Regions from separate parts of the Rattus norvegicus genome. Here region 1 is linked to region 2. The links are chromatin contacts, called in public Hi-C maps. All regions are on one chromosome and are shown on one strand. The core of a region is the stretch at or near the end of the contact, and the rest is flanking DNA. Distances in the headings are between cores, read along the strand shown. Region 1 has its middle 25 kb from the start of Rps6ka1. Region 2 has its middle 20 kb from the start of Pigv.

Region 1 (6,053 bases), core at 123-2,622, 260 kb after region 2:
TGTGAAAGTCCTCATATTTTTTCTTCTTTTTTTTTTTTTTTTTTGGTTCTTTTTTTCGGAGCTGGGGACTGAACCCAGGGCCTTGCGCTTCCTAGGTAAGCGCTCTACCACTGAGCTAAATCCCCAGCCCCATCTTTTTTCTTCTTTAGGACATTTTTTTCTCTGAGCGCTATGGAGACCGAGATGACCGAGCTGAACTCAGAGCTCTGCCTGCCTCTGCCTCGCCAAGTACTGAGATTAAAGGCTTGTGCCACTATGCCCAGCTTAAATTGGGTTTTTGTAAGGTTAATTTTAAAAAGATTTATGAATTAGAATTACATTTTAAATTTTTTTAAACTTACTTTCACTGTGCCAGGGCCTCAAATTGAGAGAGAGAGAGAGAGAGAGAGAGAGAGAGAGAGAGAGAGACCAGAGACCGGGCAGGATTTATTGGTATGTTCATGCTGAACCCCCGGAAAACAGAAAGAGAAGGGCATATTACATTTCCCTCCAATCCCTGGAACACTTCAGTTAAGTAAGAAAGCATCCAGTGTCAATTGCTGAGGTTGCCCCCCCGCCCCCCAGTCCTCCCTGTAGAGAAACTGCTGGACCCGGAGCCACACACAGGGCCAGAAAGAACACCTACTCTATCGCTCTAGCTCGTTTGTTTTAGGTTTTTGATGTTTGGTTTGTTCCGGGTTTTTTGTGTGTTTGTTCGTTTGTCTTGTTTTTAAATTCTTTGACACAGGGTCTCACTTTGTAGTTAAAAAGCCTGGAACTTGGGGCTGGGGATTTAGCTCAGTGGTAGAGCGCTTACCCAGGAAGCGCAAGGCCCTGGGTTCGGTCCCCAGCTCCGAAAAAAAGAACCAAAAAAAAAAAAAAAAAAAAAAGCCTGGAACTCACTATGCAGCCAGGGCTGGGCTCCAACTCCCGGTGACTTTCCAGCCCCAGGAATAACAGGTATGAGCCACCATGACTTGGCTCCCTAATCTCGTTGAAACTGAAGCTCATAAGCCTCTCTGCTTGGCTGAGCTCTGAGAAGGGCATATCCTGCTGTGCGTGGTGGGAGGGTGCCGCCAAGTGACAAGCCTGGGCAGTGGCTGGAATGTTAAAGGGTGGATGACACACCAAGAGCCCCGACTAACTAGTCTCAGACTGGGTCCTAGGGCTGCCCAGTTTTGTCCTCCCCGACCCCGCGTTCAGACACGTCGTATGACTGGTGCCTAAATCTGAGATAACCCTAGAGCCAACATTGAGTACCCAAACCCACCAAGCCACGTGGTACCCAGCAAACCAGCCCGGTGGCCGCGAGGCTTCCGCGTGGCTCCTGCTCCCATCACCCCGCGCGCTACCCAGGCTCTAGCCCCGCCTCCGAGAGGCAGTCCCAGCGCGAAGCCCCGCCCACACACGTGCGTGCGCGTGCTCCCTGGGCCTCCTGGGACTGTCGGGCGGCACGTAAGGCCCATCCCTGGGAAGCTCGAGTTTGGTCCCTGTCGGAGTGAGGAGGGTAGTGAGGGTCGGGACAGATCCGAACTTGAGCTGGGCGATCCTGGGAAAGGCTGTCGCGTGTCGTGGACGACGTCAGATCAGACGCTTGGAGGGTTTCCAGTTTCCAGTTTCGGGCCCAGAGGACCCTGCACGGTCATTGGCTCCCACGCACGCGCGGAGCTCAGCTCTGCGTCGCCCCCGTGTGGACAGAGGAAGCAGTGCTTGCTTGGCACTGGAGGACTCCTCAGGGCTGCACACGACCCAGGCACGCGCGGCCACCTAGGCGATCTGCTCTCTAGACACCGCCCACTTCCGTCGATGGACCGGAGCACAGGCTGATGTTGTCATGGCGACGGCTGAACAGATGCAGTGCTTTCCAAGGCTACTGTGAATCTTACTCTGGACAGAGAGAGGACTGGAGTATAGTTACCCAGCCTTCTTGCATCGTTCTCGGTCTGTAATCTAAATGGATGAGGATTGATCTCTCCCCAAAGCAGCAAGGCCTTGAACAACAAACGAGCCTTTCCCAAAAGCCTACTTGCCGAGTGAAGGCAAACATCAATGATAATAGAAGTATTCTTATTCCCATTTCCTGAACATGAGCAATATTTGGACCAGCGAGATAGGCCAGTGAATAAAGCGTTTGCTGTACAAACCTTAGGGCCTGAATTTGATCCCCAGAGGCCATGCAGATGTAGAAGGAGAAAAACAGACTCCACAAAATCGTCTTCTGACCCCCATTTTCACACAGATGCATTTCCCATCCCGATAAAAATAAAGGGAACAGAAAATTAAGTAGGTAAAATTCAATGAGAGCTGATTAAGCCGGGACCACAATCAAGGATCTAAGAGATAAGGAACTTTAGATCCAAAGTCGTACTGGGGATGTAGCTCTGAGGTAGACCGCATACCTTGGAACGGAAAAGTCAAATACAATGGTTGGCTAAAGTTTTTTGTTTGTTTGTTTGATTGTTGTTGTTATTTTGAGACAGATTCCTATTTAGCCCAGGTTGGCCTTGCAGGCAGCGCTGACCTTCAACTCCTGATTCTTCTGTTTCTATCCCTCCACCCAAGTGTTCTGCACGGTGTGTGCCACCTTGCCCAGTTTGATTCAGTGCAAGTGGTCAAGCCCAGGGCTTCATGCACGCTGGATAACACTCTGCCAACTGAGCCGCAGTCCCAGGTTATATCCAGTTCTTTCTTTAAGTAAACAATGACATCATCCTGCTTCCCCCTACCCAGGGCACTTCCTCGAATTTCCACGGGTGGAGTTTTCCAGAACTTCCCCACTTGCAGGATCAGATTGTTCTTAGCAGATACATAGTTCTTTCTATTGGTGGTGGTTTGAATGAAAATGGCACCCATGGCCTTGTTGGCTTTTAATCCCAATGCCTGTGTGCTGAGGGAGTGAATGCTGAAGGATGTATAGATAGTTTAGGAAGAACATTCTAAGCAAGAGAATTGTACACATAAAGGTGCAGGAACCAAGCACGATGGTGTATGTCAGTAATCCCAGCTCCTGCATGGCAGAGTCATGAGGCTCTTGGGATTGTGGCTAGCCTGGGCTACGAAAGGAGTTAAAAGGCAGCTTTAACAACGTGAGATCCTGTCTCAAAAAAAAAAAAAAAGTCCAAATTTGACAACTTTAATACCCAGCATATCATCTCTTTGAGCTTGAGGCCGGCCAGCTTGGTCTACAAAGTGACAGCCAAAGCTACACAGAGAAACTCTGCCTCAAAAACATCAAATAGGAGGCTGGAGAGATGGCTCAGTGGTTAGAGCACCGACTGCTCTTCCAGAGGTCCTGAGTTCAAATCCCACCAACCCCATGGCGGCTCACAACCATCTGTAAAGAGATCCAATGCCCTCTTCTGGTGTATCTGAAGACAGCTACAGTGTACTTATATATAATAAATAAATAAATCTTAAAAAAAAAAGAAAGCACATTGTATTCCTTATTAGGCAGCCTTTACCTAACATTCTATGAGGGACGGACACATTCTATTCTTTTTTTTTTTTCTTTTTTTTCGGAGCTGGGGACCGAACCCAGGGCCTTGCGCTTCCTAGGCAAGCGCTCTACCACTGAGCTAAATCGCCAACCCCGACACATTCTATTCTTGATTCTGACTTTATCACATCTTTCTCTCAAATCAGCTAAAACCATCTCCCAAAAACTTGCCTTCTAAAATTATCAAATCAGGAATTCTATAAAGTCATCTAAACAGCATTAATTCAGGAACGTTCATCTTCATGTTGATCTGCAGGAAGATTGCTCAACAGGGTGGGCTGATGCCCAGGAACCATTAGTCTATGTAACAGTGACAGGGAAAGCACATCAGCAGTGAGACGCAATCCTGGGATGAAGACTCTTAGGACCTTGCCTCTCACGCTTACTCATCATGGACAAACCATGCCATCTCCGGAAAACTTACTCATTTGCCTCCAGCTACTCCTAGAAGGCTCCTGACAGTGTTCTTATTTAAACCACCAGAAATACCAATAAAAAGAAATATGTATCTATTGAGAAGAATCTGATCCTCAAATGGCAATTCCAGGCCATCCTAGCTGTTTGTTTCCCAGGTAAAGAGTTTGCTGCTGCTCACAATTCTTTTTAAGCCCCAGATCTCCTGGCCTCTCTGATTTTAGCCTTCCCTGCTGGCTGCATGTTGATGACTCTCTGATTTCTTTAGATTAAATAATAGTGCCTTGCCACGACCTGTGAGGACCTTGTGACAGGCTTACTGTGTCCTTATCAGATTGGAGAATCCTGAGAGTGACAAAGGCCCTGGTAACATTCAGGATGGAAGAAGTGACGTTTGAGCGGAAACCTGTGGAGCAAACAATAACTGGATGGGGCATGCTTATTCTCTTTTCTTTTTCTTTCTATGCATGTGGTTACACGTGTATATGTTTGCACATGCGTGTGGATTCACATGTGTACATGTTTGTGTTGTAAGACCCCATAGTGGCCTTACCTTAGGAGCGCAACCCACAGAGCACAGATTGACAAAGTGACTGCTGCAATAACACGAGGGTATAAGGTTTTTAATCCATGTATACGTGGGGTTGCTTATCCATGCAGGGAGAGGCAATCCCAAACCCAAAAAGCACACAACTTCTATTCGTTACAGAGGGCAGACTTCAGCAACAGGGTTAGCTGGCCTATTCTCATTGGTGGTACACAGGACAAAGGATCTGGTCAGGTATTGGCTGGCCTGTTCAAGGGGCTGTTCTTGGCTCAATTAGTCACTTTCCTCATCCAGCCCTACACCTGGCCTTGGTGAATCACTGGGAAAGGGCTAAGTTGGCAGGTCCCTTAGAGGGGGGGAGGAACTGGGTGGTCGGGCAGGGTCAGGATGACATCTGAATAAGGCTTAGGTCCGTGAGTCAGGAAGTCACAGTATTCTTTGTATGTATGCACATGTATGTGCAGAAGCCAGAGGCTGATGTAGGTGTCACAGTGCTCTGCACTTACGTCTTTTGTTTTGTCTTGTTTTGTTTGTTTTGTGTTGTTTGTTTTGTTTTGTTTTTGTGACATAGTCTCTGTGTAATCTTGGCCAACCTAGAACTCACTATGTACACCAGCCCGGTATCAATCTCAGTGAGATCTGCCTGCCTCAGCCTCCTGAATGTTGGGATTAAAGACATGCTCCTACACACACACACACATACACACAGACACACATACACTCACGCACACACACACTCACACACAGACATGCACACACAGACACATTCACACACTCACACAGTCACATACATATACTCACACACATACTCACACACAGATATACACACACTCACACACACTCACACATACACACATTCACACACAGACACACATACACCCACACACACACTCACACACAGACATGCACACACAGACACATTCACACACTCACACACACATAGAGAGAGACACACACTCACACACACTCACACATACACACACTCACACACATATTCACACACACACAGACACATACACAGATACACACACAGGCAAACACTCACACACACACACACACACACACACACACACACACACACATCACCTGATCCAGCTCCACCTTGTTTTTGAGACAGGGTCTCTCTCTGAACCCAGAACTCGGCAGTTGAGCTAGAATGGTTGGGCAGGGATCCTCCTGTCTGCATCTCTGCTCAGTGCTGGGATCACAAGCATAAAATGCCACACCTGGCTTTTTAAAAATGGTTTATTCTATTTTAAATTATGAGTGTGTGCATGGGTAGTACACATACGTGCAGGTGTCCAAGGAAGCCAGAGACATCAGGTTCGTGGAGCTGACATTCCAGGTACGTTTGAATTGTGGTTGCTGGAAACTCAACCTGAATCTTTCCCAAAACCAGCATTTGCTCTTAACCACGGAGCCGTCTCTCCAGCACTGTGCCTGCCTTTAATGTGGGTCCTGGGGATTGAACTCAGGTCTCGCTTGCTTGCCCAAGTGCTTTGCAGACAGAGCCATGTACCTGGCAGGCCCCATGCACACAGTTGAAAACATTCACAAGTAGCAGTGTTTTCTATGGAGGCAGAAGGCACTTTGCTGCACTTCCCAGAGCCAGTCCTT
Region 2 (5,957 bases), core at 69-2,568:
TCAGACGCCTCAGAGGCCTGTCCTCAGTGCTTACAGTTGTCATCACTGCCAAGGACAACACACAAGCTTCCGTTGGCACCTTGTCACAAATAAGCAGAGCTGACATTTGGTTACTTGTGCGGCAGGAACGGAGAGCACCGAACGCTGCGCTGGAACGGATCTTAGTGTGTTCAGAGTCCAGCCAGGCTGAACCTCATCTGTCTCCCCGAGACCCTTTCTAAAATCCATTTTCACAGCCACTGGGGTCTCAGTAGTTTACAGAGCCAATGTACTATAGCAACTGATTAAGTTCAAAATTGTTAACTATAAGCCAGGTATGGTGGCCCACACCTAAAGTCGCAACACTTTGGGAGGCAGAGGCATGTAGATCTCTGTGACTTTGAGGCCAGCCTGGTCTATACAGTGAGTTCCATGCTAGCCAAGGATACATAGTGAGATCCTGTCTAAAAGAATACTACTACTAATGGTAGTAATAACTGTACCTGAGAACTACAGAGTTGGGTAATGGTGGCGAACTCTTTAGGAGAGCCAAGAACACTGCTCAGTTGGTACAGTGCTTGCCTTGGTTCAGTTGTGATGGCACACACCTGCCGTCCCAGAATTTGGGAGGTGGAGGCCAGAGGGTCAGAATTTCAAGGTCGCTGGAAGGTGATGGCACTCTCCTTTAATGAAACTGGGTAGCCTCTCTTTAATTGTGACTATATCCTGGTGATTCCAAATAACGTTGGTTTTTTAAAAAAAATAGTTCTTTCTTCAACCCGGGCATAGTGACACACACCTTTAATCCCGGCACTGGGAGCCATAAACAGATGGATCTCCGAGTTTGAGTCCAGCTTGTTTTGTGTGTGTGTGTGTGTGTGTGTGTGTGTGTGTGTGTGTGCGCGCGCGCACACACACACACACACAAATAAATCCCCCCACAATTAAAAAGACACGAGCAAGCAGGAAGCATCTATACTGTTTAGACCAGAGAGTAAAGCCAAGAGTTTGGCGTTTAGACCAGAGAGTAAAGCCAAGAGTTTGGCGTTTCTAAACCCGGGACACCTGCCCGGGCTGGACAGAGCCCTTCGGACATTGGAAACATGTGGTGTGCTCTTGCTTCCTGCTTCTTGTCTCTGCACTTGCAGGGGACACAGACTAGCTAGTTGCTGGTATCTCCGGGTGGGATGCTACGGAGCTGCTTCTGCGACTGTCGCTGGGGAATCACACTTCCAAAAGTTCATGCTACAGCAAGGGCGGGAAGGACCTGCAGCTACAGGAGCCGAGTGTTTAGGACGCTGGCCCTCACGGGAACAGGAAGCCGGTTGAAGGAGCAAATTCCTCCCTTCTTCCTCTGGGCTCACTGTCGCCCTCTCGTGGCCTTTGTTGGCAGAGCCTAACACTGAGGCTCCCGGCAGCAGTTACAAGATTTTCTGCGCAGCGCACCACCAGTATCTGTCTCATATCTGGGAAAGAGAAAGAGGATGGGGAAAAGATTTTGGAGCATAGAGCTAAAAAAACAAAAACAAAACAACACAACAACAAAAAACCAGTAATTAGCAGCAGAGATGTATTTATAAGATGCATATGGAGGGGCTGGGGATTTAGCTCAGTGGTAGAGCGCTTACCTAGGAAGCGCAAGGCCCTGGGTTCGGTCCCCAGCTCCGAAAAAAAGAACCAAAAAAAAAAAAAAAAGATGCATATGGAGTTGGACAATTGGCTCTTCATGCGGGCAGAGGTTCAATTCCCAGCACCTACAAGGTGACTTACTACTGCTGTGTATAACTCCAGTCTCAGGGGATCAACGCCCTCGTCTGGCCTCTCTGGGCACTTGCATGCCTATGATGCACTGCAGGCAAAATACTCATATAATTAAAATGTAAAAGAATATATATGTTAATATATATTAATGCATATTAATATATATTTGCAAACAAAGATTACATTTAATGGGGCTGGAGAGATGGCTCAGCGGTTAAGAGCACTGACTGCTCTTCCAGAGGTCCTGAGTTCAATTCCCAGCAACCACATGGTGGCTCACAACCATCTGTAATGGGATCTGAGTCTGATGCCCTCTCTGGTGTGTCTGAAGACAGCGACAGTGTACTCATATGCATGAAATAAGCAATATTTTAAAAATTGTATTTGATTATTTATTGTGTACCTGCATCTGTGTCCTTTCCCATTTGTGCCTATGTGGCAGTTGGAGGACAGTTTACGGGACTTGGGTTTCTCCTTCCATCATGTGGGCTCTGGGGACCAAACTCAAGTCAGCAGGCTTGGCTGCAAGTGGCCACTGAGCCATCTTGCCGGCCCTAAAAAGCAAATTTTTTTTTTCTATTCTTCTTTTTGGAGCTGGGGACTGAACCCAGGGCCTTGCGCTTGCTAGGCAAGCGCTCTACCACTGAGCCAAATCCCCAACCCCAAAAAGCAAATTTTAACCTCGTTCCCCACACAGCCTCCAAGTGACTGAACCTTAAAATTAACAGTTGAGCCTCATATAGGACACCACTGGCAAAAGTTGGGCATTTCCCAAGGAGTCCCTACTCCTCAGTCCCATGTCCAAGGTGCTTATGAGGAGAGTTGTCAAGGAATAACTTCCAGAATCCTGTGTACAAGGAGGGGAGACCAAACAGACAGTGGCCAAGGACTCCTTCCAATAGGAAATCCAGGTCTGATCAATCTGGTCCCAGGAACAGTTTTTGCTCTGCCCTGGCAGTGAGGATTAAGGAGGTTTTGACCAGAAGCCCCACCTTTCCTTGCTTCCCTTTTCTGAATGGAAATCTGACCCAACTTCACCCTTTCTTGCTCCACCCACGGGCACTGGGTGTATTTGTGAAGGGTGGACAATTTGTTTAATGCGTCAATGCCACCAGTAACTGCCTCTGAAGAGGGACTTCGTGCTTAATACTATGTCGACACGGGACTCGGGGTGAATGTATTCTGTAAGGAAAAACAGGTATTTGGCTCAGAAAGACACTGACATACAAGGATCTGAGACTTCTTCCTGAGCGCTGGGCCAAGCTTTACTTCCTCATAGGGACTGCCAGGTTTAGCTAGTAAAAGTGCAGGATTTGAATTTCAGATAAACAACCGAGAATTTCTCAGTGTAAGTTATGTCCTGTGCAATATTTGGAACATGGTTAAAGGAAGAAATTACTTATGATTACCTCTTTCCCCTCCCTTGCTGCAAGTGTGGCCACATGACAGGCCTGCTCAACGGAATGTCCTCTGGGCTGACCTGACCCCTCCTTGTTCCTCAGCAAGTACAGGAGTCTGGGAAGCCAGGCAGGGCTAAGTCACTCAGGAAACAAGGTATGGCCTCCCCAGGTCTTGACAGGATAGGTCCCCGTTCTCAAACCTGCACTGTACCTACAATGGTAACGAGATAGAAACTTCTGGGTTGGAGAGATGGCTCAGTAGGGCAAGAGATCCTTTTTGCCGCTAACCTCATGACACGCTTTTGATCCCTGGGATCTAATGGTATTAGAAGAGAGCCAATTCCTAGAAACTCTCTCTCCCCCCTCTTTCTGTGTGTGTGTGTGTGTGTGTGTGTGTGTGTGTGTGTGTGTGTGTTTGCAGGTAGAGAGAGGAAGGGAGGGGGAGGGGAGAGGGAGAGGAGTGGAGGGGGAGGGGGAGGGGAGAGGGATAGAAGGGGAGGGGAGAGGGGAAGGGGGAGGAGGGGAGAGGGAGAGGGATGGAAGGGGAGGGGAGAGTGGAAGGGGGGAGAGGGGGAGGAGAGAGGGGGGAGGGGAGAGGGGGAGGGGAGAGAGGGGGAGGGGAGAGGGGGGGAGTGTGGTAGTTCAAGTGGCTCACTGCTATGATCCTAGCAGGGAGACAGAATAATCAAGAAGAGCTCTGTGAGTTCTGGGCCAGCCTGGTCTACATACTGAGTTCTAGGCCAGAGAGGGCTACAAAGTAGATCCTGTCTCAAAAAAGGCCTTGTTATAAATGAACCACTGAATTTTGGGAAGTTATATTATGGCGGAAGCTTACCTTCACCTTCATTCCCAACACCTGAGTTCAGTCTCCTTTACTCTCTTTTCTCTCCTTCTTCCTCCCACCCTCCTTTCTTCTTCTTGGGGATTGAACCCAAAACCCTTTTTAAAAAAATTACTGGGGGCTGGGGATTTAGCTCAGTGGTAGAGCGCTTACCTAGGAAGCGCAAGGCCCTGGGTTCGGTCCCCAGCTCCGAAAAAAAGAACAAAAAAAACAAAAAACAAAAAAACAAAAACCACAGTGGGCGGGAGGAGTCCTCATTGTGTAGCCCAGGTTAGCCCGCCACTCATCAGTCCACTTTAGCCTCCTGAGTGCTAGGATTGGAGGACACCAGTCTTGCTGTGAGCATGCGCGATACACACTTTCCTACTTGCGTTGCTCCATGCCTGCCAGCCTCCCCGCAGCTTTTCTTCCCCTTTGTGTCACTTGGGCTGTTCGATCACTTGTGTTTGTGTGTGCAAGCACTGAGCCACACACCTTCATGTGGAGGCCACAGGCCAACCTTATTTTATTTCAGGTGGGAGTGACCAGGCTGGCAAGGCTTCACCAGGCAGAGATGCTAACCACACAGGAGGAACAGAAAAGGATTAACCCACCCGAGGATATGAGGATGCCTTCTCTCCTTCCCTCCCTTTCCCTCTTCCCCAACCTCTTGTTTTTTAAGATAGGGTTTCTCTGTGCAGCCCTGACTATCCCAGAACTCTCTGTAGACCAGGCTGGCCTTGAACTCAGAGATCTGCCTGCCTCTGCTCCCAAGTGCTAAGACTAAAGGTGTGCAGCCTCCACTGCCTGGTTGGTTCTTTCTTTCTTTCTTTCTTTCTTTCTTTCTTTCTTTCTTTCTTTCTCTTTTCTTTTTTTTTTTTTTTTTTCTGGAGCTGGGGACTGAACCCAGGGCCTTGCGCTTGCTGGGCAAGCACTCTATCGCTGAGCTAAATCCCCAACCCCGGTACTTTCTTTCTTAAAGATTTATTTATTTTCATGAGCACATTTTAGCTGTCTTCAGACACACCAGAATAGGGCATCAGATTCCATTACAGATGGTTGTGAGCCACCATGAGTTTGCTGGGAATTGAACTCAGGACCTCTGGAAGAGCAGTCAGTGCTCTTAATCGCTGAGCCATCTCTCCAGCCCCGTGGCAAGTATTTTTATAGAATGAGTTATCTCCCCAGCTCTTCTTTCTTCTCTCCCTCCTTGGGAATGTTATTCCTATCTAGTCATTTTATGACAATGATGTCACTGTGTGCTCTCCACTGCACTCCTCCGCTCTCAGGATTACTCTGTGGAGACCAAGCTGCCACGTCCTCACAGCCTGTTACATTAGCTTTCCCTGGGGAGGTATGAGCATACGTCTGCCTACCTAAGTAACACAGGCACCAGCAGCAAACCAAAGATCCCAGCTTGGTGAACCAATGAGTTTAATTAGGTCAGCCAACAGGAGTGTGGGCAGGTCCCCTCGGCCTCCAGTAACCATTAATGGCTTAGATATCCCCAGGGAGAAAAGGACCTTGCACAGCTCCTCCTGAGAGGGCTTATGAGCACTCCTCCCCTCCCTGAGGGAGTGTGCGGAGCAGCTTTGCCTGGATGACAGAGCTTCACATGCAGATGAGAAGGCAGGTCTAGAGAGGTCCAGCCATTTACTCAGAGTCCCACCCCAGTGCCACTGCAGTAATCACAGTGCAGATGTCCTGGAGTCGTAGTCCGCTGTCCCAGTGCAGGAAGGCCAATGTTACAATACACTCCAGAATACAGGGACTCTTTTGCTGGCATTTTTCTTCTTTTTTCCTTAGATTCATTTTATTTATATGAATACACTGTCACTGTCTTCAGACACACCAGAAGAGGGCATCAGATCCCATTACAGATGGCTGTGAGCCACCACGTGGTTACTGGGATTTGAACTCAGGACCTCTGGAAGAGCAGTCAGTGCTCTTAACCGCTGAGCCATCTCCCCAGCCCATAAGCATCTTTCTAAAGGCTA

What was found. A called contact is a pair of places that touch in the nucleus more often than the background predicts.
Region 1: a contact with region 2 is called in a Hi-C map of Schwann cells, with 2.9 times the contacts expected there. The contact joins two enhancer-like sites. A contact is called at or near these places in 2 of 12 Hi-C or Micro-C datasets (Schwann cells and mammary epithelial cells).

What each region holds. Positions count from the first base shown.
Region 1 is chr5:151,423,834-151,429,886 of GRCr8, forward strand. No RefSeq gene overlaps it. Among named protein-coding and RNA genes, the nearest start is that of Rps6ka1, 25 kb to the left of the region's middle. Within about 2 kb of position 1,373, at least 44 of the 93 cell types and tissues checked have an H3K27ac peak or open chromatin away from gene starts, as enhancers often do. A contact at or near this core is called in Schwann cells, where this site is marked.
Region 2 is chr5:151,162,348-151,168,304 of GRCr8, forward strand. No RefSeq gene overlaps it. Among named protein-coding and RNA genes, the nearest start is that of Pigv, 20 kb to the right of the region's middle. Within about 2 kb of position 1,319, at least 11 of the 93 cell types and tissues checked have an H3K27ac peak or open chromatin away from gene starts, as enhancers often do. A contact at or near this core is called in Schwann cells, where this site is marked.